Linked DNA regions of Arachis hypogaea: region 2 is linked to region 1. The links are chromatin contacts, called in public Hi-C maps. All regions are on one chromosome and are shown on one strand. The core of a region is the stretch at or near the end of the contact, and the rest is flanking DNA. Distances in the headings are between cores, read along the strand shown. Region 1 holds the start of LOC112697032 (protein FLOWERING LOCUS T). Region 2 has its middle 30 kb from the start of LOC112805774.

What was found. Hi-C and Micro-C count contacts between places; a contact is called where the count stands out from the background.
Region 2: a Hi-C map of leaf shows a contact between it and region 1, with 2.9 times the contacts expected there. The contact joins the enhancer-like site here to the promoter of LOC112697032 in region 1. A contact is called at or near these places in 2 of 8 Hi-C or Micro-C datasets (leaf and an unstated tissue).

What each region holds. Positions count from the first base shown.
Region 1 is chr6:95,991,875-95,995,343 of arahy.Tifrunner.gnm2.J5K5, forward strand. It overlaps LOC112697032 (protein FLOWERING LOCUS T), which reads right to left and starts at 2,098. Exons shown (of 4, transcript XM_025750013.2): 1 at 1,789-2,098; 2 at 1,314-1,375. The coding sequence starts at 1,995.
Region 2 is chr6:96,210,811-96,214,498 of arahy.Tifrunner.gnm2.J5K5, forward strand. No RefSeq gene overlaps it. Among protein-coding and RNA genes, the nearest start is that of LOC112805774, 30 kb to the left of the region's middle. Within about 2 kb of position 1,326, at least 2 of the 3 cell types and tissues checked have open chromatin away from gene starts, as enhancers often do.

The sequences.
Region 1 (3,469 bases), core at 848-3,347:
GTAGTGTCCGTACCAAGAGAGCAATGATAAAACATTAGTATGTTTGTCGAGAAAATTTAGCAAATGTGTATTCAATCTTATAATGGGCTTTCAAAAGCTAAAAATATTTAGTTATTTAATAAAGAATTTAATAAATATCAAAAATGTAAAATAAATTAAATAATTCACATAAAATATTATTATTAATAAGTAAGTAAAAAAGTTTATCATCTTTAAACAGTACACTACAGTGTTTAGAAAACTGTTGCCTCTCAAATGAGATGCTCAGATAACAACTCTTCTTAACTATTTAAAATTAGAAAAAGAAATTAAGATATATCTACATAAAACTTCATTAATACAAATTATAATAATGAATATATATATACACTGATAAAGAAAATCTCTATAAATCACTTTAAAGATGAACTTATTTTAATTTTAAGAGGAAAACAGCAAACAGCAGAGAGTTGCTTTTGTAGAGGAGAGTGTGTATTATTTAGGTATATTTAGAAAAATATAATTTTCTCTAAATTTAAATGATAATGCGAGTTTAACTTGCCAAATGTAATTTAATTTTTGCACGTAGGCTACATGAACCTTTATGCGCTGTATTCGAATAGAAAATATTTTTATAATTAAAATAAAAAATTTAACGAAATACTTTAATAAATGCAACGAAGTTGTAAGAATGTACCATATTCTAGAACTGTGAGAGTTTGAAGGTTAAGGTTCGAAGGGGATGAAGAGAGAAAAGTGATTCTGGAAGAAAAAACTGCAGAATCCATGGAAGAGGGAGATCAGGTCATGAGAGCATTATCCTGGAGATGGCGAGTTGTTGCCATGAATAGTAATTTTGTTCAGATCGGAACTGGGAAATATTTGGTGAGGTTTTAGGGTTTAGGATTTGGGAAGAATTAGTGAAGATAATCGCTTGATTATCTGAGGCATCCATGCATCAGATCTGTGCTAAGGATGCCATGTGAGAGAAAGTTAGGGTTTCAAAGAGGGATGAACACGGAAAATTCCAACTGTGTGTGTTTTCCGAGGTTGAGTAAAAAGTAAACCTCTATTTCAGCGAGCAGTGAGTGAGTGAGTGGCATAATGGACCATTCTTAAGCCCAATAACAGCCCAACAACTCTAATAACTTCAAGATCAAGATAAAAAGGAACAACAATTTCTAGGTCCATTGTGTTTTAAGAAAGATAATTTACGTCGAAGTTTTATGACGTAAAAATATAGAACTCACACATGTATTTGTTCATTCTTGCCTTTCATTGAAGGTAGTTAAAAAAATTAAGAGTAACAATTAAAAAAGAGCCAGAGAACTCACCAGTGCAAGTATTCCCTCAAGAAAGGGTTACTAGGGCTAGGTGCATCAGCATCCACCATAACCTAATAATATCCAAAGTACACATAAGTCGGTTTCATATAGCATGCAACCGAACCTAATTAGCGTTATAGACCAATTATACTATATTTAATACAATTCAATCTCTTATTCAAATAGTTATAGTTTGAGTTTCATTGATTTAAAAAGAAAATTTTCAAGTTTTGAGAATTAAAATAAAAGAACTTAAATTGATAAAATAAATAACTAAATAAAAATCTATTTCAAATTTATAAAATGTTATGTAAGTGACAAAGTATAAATAATCTAATTCAGATCCAATGTTTTATAACTTGTTAGGAGTGAGATTCAATTCAAATCCAAATGACGGTATGTGATTTGGATGGATTTTCAATTTAGATAAAAATGATTAGGAATCAAACATCCCTAGAATATTCTTAATGAATATACTAATTACCAGTGTGTAGAAGGTCCTGAGGTCTTCACCACCAATAGTAATCCTAGGGCGGTTAACAACATGAGAGGGCCTCAGTTCACAGCCATTGTTAATCTCTCTGTTGTTAATGAGAACCTTAAGAGAAACTGTGCTCGTAAAAGGGTTCAGAACATCCCCAATTATACCACCAACAAGAAGAGGGTCTCCGTAATCCCTTGATGATGCCATTCTTGTATTTTGATTTTGTTTCTTATTTGCAATGATGCTAATTACTAATGTAAACAAAACTATGAGTAAGTAGCTTCTCTACCTTTCTTTGGTAGTTCTATGCATTTGTGAATGCATATATGCCTCTATATATAGATGTTTCTCCCTTGGCACGCATCTACTTTTTATTTGCTTCTGTCCCATAAAATAAAGCTACAACTTCACCTTTAGTGTTGTTGCCATTAACATGGATTCTTTGGTAATAGTAAGACTATCTATTTCAGATTTAGCATTATAATTAGCTTTTAGTTTGTTGTTAGATGTTTTTAAAGATTTAGCTTTATTCGTATTAGCTTTCGGAGCATTGTTTCATATTGGAATAAGAATTTTCGATGTACTATACTACTGTTTACTTTTCTCCACATCAATTAGGTACTCGATAACAACGATTGAAAACCGAATCGGTTATTTATCGAACCTACAGTATTAGAAGTGATTTGGTTCAAAGATTCAACTAATAAGATATAATAAAATAATATATTTATTTATAAAATATATAATTTTTTAAATTTTAAACTATCAGTTCGATACTTCGATCCGTTTTTAAAATAATGTCATACTTAATAGAAAATTACGAAGAAATTACTAGAATTTATTATTTTGACTCTTATTTAATTATTAATTTAATTTTTTTTATTTAGTAATCTAATAACGTACATTATAACAAAAATAATAAATTCTAATATTCTTCTATCTATCGTTCCTCTACTTAATATTATATATTTAAGATATAAGTTTGCATCAGATCTCCTTGGTATTTCCACGGTGGTAGGATGTAGTTGCAAAAGACTCACCGATCAAGTAAGTAATATCTAAAATGTATATGAAGATTAAAATCCGTTACATACTTTAGAAAAGAATCTAGATAGATTTATGCAAGATTTTACATAAATATAATTCAGATTATATCTTGTATTAGTCAAAGTGTCTTAGAAAAGATGTTTTTGGACCGGCTACGACTCTAAGGCCGATCGTTGAAGGAACCTAGTATACATATTATATTACTATATTCACTTAAATTATTTTACGAAAAATAAATATGATTATTTCTAACATAATAATATTATAAAAAAAATCTAAATAATTCTTGATAATTACTCAAAAGATAATGAAATCTCAATAAAAAAATTTTTGATGTTTGATCTTTATCTTTTTGTGAAATTTTGGTTAGTTTTTCTGTTAATATTTTTTTATTAATAAAATATACCTACGTAATACATTAAATTATTAATTCATTTATTAAGTATCAATTAGGATTAACAGATATTTTTTAATTTATTGGAGACATCATTGTCTTTTAGAGGTAAGGATTATTTAATTTTTTTATTTTTTTTATTATCTTTTTCATATATATTGGTTAAATTTATTATGTAAGAATTAAAAAATACTAGTAATTTTTAACTTTTTTTAATTTATAGAAATTTAATAAATGATA
Region 2 (3,688 bases), core at 76-2,575, 220 kb after region 1:
ATTTTTCTTCCTTTTTTTTTTATATAGATAAATTGTCTTTTTATAAATTTTTTTAAGGATTTTTAAAAGCAACTTAACTTTTAAATGTTACAAACATAAATATAAAATTTTTTTAATTTATCAAATATAAAATAAGGTCCTTATATTTTTGAAAAATACAAATTTCTTTAAAAAAATTTTACTAAACCAAGCCTTAATAGAATATTGGTATGAACGGTCAATTCTATTTTGGTATTATAACCACTACAATAATAAATATTAAATGGAAGATAAGACTTCTATATTTCTGAATGTGGAGAATTTAATTAATTATTTTAAAAATTTGAAAATCAGATTAACTCATTCGTATAAATTTAGTGATAAAAATATATATTATTTCATTTAAATTTTGATTGGAATATATATATGGGGCTCAAATTAGGTGAAATCTACAAGTTTTTAAATATTGCAACTAATTTATCCCAAGAAAAAATAGTTGCACACAATTAATGCGTTAAAAGATTTTGTAATTAATAAATTAAACCAAAACATTATTTACAGGATCTCATTTAAAACTTTTTTTTTTGTGACTAGATCTCATTTAAAACTTAGTATTACCATGGGGAAAATGAGAAAATTTTTGTTGTTTAATTTATGGTTATTTTACTATGCAATAATGATGCTTGAAAGATGGCTATAATTTAATTTGCTATATCATTAAAATCTACACCATGAAAGGAAAATAAATATGCTACCATTTATTGTTAGGGTTTATATAAGTTATATGAACCTTAACAATAAGATAGAATATGCATTGACATAGGTTTTAACTATAGGAAATGTTAACAATTTGTCGATGAAATCATGTGGTAACAAAATTGATTCATTTTCTTTTGATTTTTTTTCTTTTTTCTTTTGATTTTTAGTTTATTTGATAAATTTTTAATAGTAAAAATAAAAATATTAAAAAAATATAAAATATATTTTTAAAAAACTAAAATTTATAATTTTTTAAAATATTTTTTTAAAAAAATATTTTTTATATAATAAATAAATAAATAAATAATACTTTTATATTATTATACGTAAATATAATTGATAAATAAAAATATTTTTTTATATAAAATATCTAAACATAAAATTATTTTTATTTTTTATTAAATTTTTTTAAAAAATAATTCAAAAAGACTTTTTTTATAAGAAATTTATCCAAACAAATTCTGAGTTTGACCAAAAAAAGGCTAAAGATTTAAAAATGGATATTTGGTTGGTGCATATATATACGTGAAAAGCCTATTGGGTTGGGCCTAGAAAAAATGTACACTAAAGATTTGGGTCAAGGCCTAACATAGGCAGATTCATAAATACCAAAAAAAAGGCAGATTCATAAATCTGCTAGAGAATGTGGTGGGAAGGGGGAGGGGGATTGAAAAATTATAGTCAATAATACCAAACAAAAGGAGAAATATATAGTAAAAAATTAGTGATAACGAGTAATCGTGATTAATGTTTCCTTTTATCTAAAAGAACAGTTAATATATAAGTGTTTTGTCAAAATAGATATTTCTACAAAAAAATAGTTTTATAGGAGTAAAAATTAAGGGGGAAAAAAGGAAAAAAGGTAAAAAAGAGAAGGAACAAACTAAAAAAAAAAAACAAAAGAAATAACAATAACATTGAATACTATATGATATTTTTTTTTGGTAGAAATACTATATGATCTTTAAACATACCTTTATAATCTTCAAACCCTTGTTGAACTTGGGGCTTGTTAGTGCCCAAAAGCTAAGCTACCCCTATGCTAGTAGAATAATCTATGAATTATTGTGCATTATGATATTATAATAGAGCAAATATATTTTGGAAAATCCGAATCTTAGGTCCAATGAACACTGGGTCTGTCATACCTATTTCTATTGGGCTTTCGACTTATTATAAAGCTCATTTGCTAACTTTTGAGACATTTTATTTACACGTTAAACGCACTTCAAGACTTATTTAGGTGTGGCTGAGGCACGTGGTTCAGTGGCAAAAGTGTTTGCCTCAATCCAAAGCCACAGTGGCTAGGTTAGTATGTGTGAATATGTAACTTAGAATTGGGAGTTGTCCAATTCATCGATAAAAAAAAAAAAAATTATTTAGGCATCTATGTATAATTTGCTAGAAAGTGGCTACATATAACTCATGGGAAGAAAAAAAAAGATGTATATATTAGGGTATAAGACAAGAAAAACACGTTAATCATTTTCTAAAAAGAACTAATAATTTGTACATTCGTAAAATAAGTTTCTTTTTCCTACTTAAATATGAATTATATTTTATATTTAAGTAGAAGAAAATGCTTATTATGGCTCCAATAGTTATCATAGCCCTCCCTTTGTTGGAATTGTTGGAACCCAATCTTATCATGTAATAAGCTTTATATGCGATGGCAATAATTATGCACTTGAAGATTTATTTGTATGTAGGCCACCAAAAGGACAAGAATATTCTTCATCCTAGTTGTTATGTTAGTAATAAGACAATCAAATGTAGAGGATTAAATTGCACTACATAGTTGTCCGACTCTAGATGAATTTAGCGGAACATGAGTTGATTTTGTTTGATCAGTAAAAAGAAAAATGATTTTACGTTACAAAAAATGCTGCATATATCATTACCTTTTTATTTCATTTTTTGCCGCACATAAATTTTTGTTAGAAAGCACAAAAATTTATTTATATAGCACATAAATTTTCGAAACATAATACAAAATTTTATACATAATACAAATTTATTCATATAACACATAAATTTTACGTATAGCACCCATATTTTTGCACATAGCATATAAATTTTTGCACATAGAACAAATTTTGTTGCCAATGTATTTTGTTAATTGGATGAATCAATATTCTAAGTATGTAGTCCTCCAAAAATTTCTGTGTTGCGTATAAAAAATTCTACGCTATATAACAAGATTTTTGTGTTGTAAATCAAATTTTATGTGTTGTGCGTATTTTATTGGGTGTAAATATTTTGGGCATGTGGTCCTTGAAAAAGTTTTGTCGCTATATACTAAAATTTGTGTGTTGTGCACCAACTTTTATATGTTGTGAAAAGAGATCGAAGTTTGTAGGGAGTGAGAACATCGTCCTCGCTGGTTCTCAGTAGAGGGTTTTTAAGAATTGTCATAAGAAGATATTTTAAATAAAACTGTTTTCAATCGCAGTGATCATCAGTTCATTATCCAAATCTAAAACTCATATTTTTCTTATAAAAATTTCACACAAAATAATATTCCATAGATTTTACCACTTACTAAGGAACCATTTCAACAAAAACTTGCCACTGATCTAACCAATCATGGTCTTCAGTCCAAACACAATCAATTCACGGCCTCCGGCCCAAACATATAAACAATTCTCGGTTCAGTCTCAAAACAGAATCAATCACAGGCACAAACAATATAAGGCAAACACAATCAGAGAATAGTTACAACAAGTACCATGGTGCAAATTTAGAATATCCACAACTGAACCAGCAAGTGCACTGGGTCGTCCAAGTAATACATCAGATGAGTGAGGGTCGATCCCATGAGGACTGAGGAACTGAGTAACAATGGTCAACTAATTGGCTTAGTCAGGCGAACAGAAATGTTGGTTTTGTGGGTTTCAAAAGCATTAAACAATAAATCAAGAATAAAAGAAGTAAATAATGCATTTGGTGT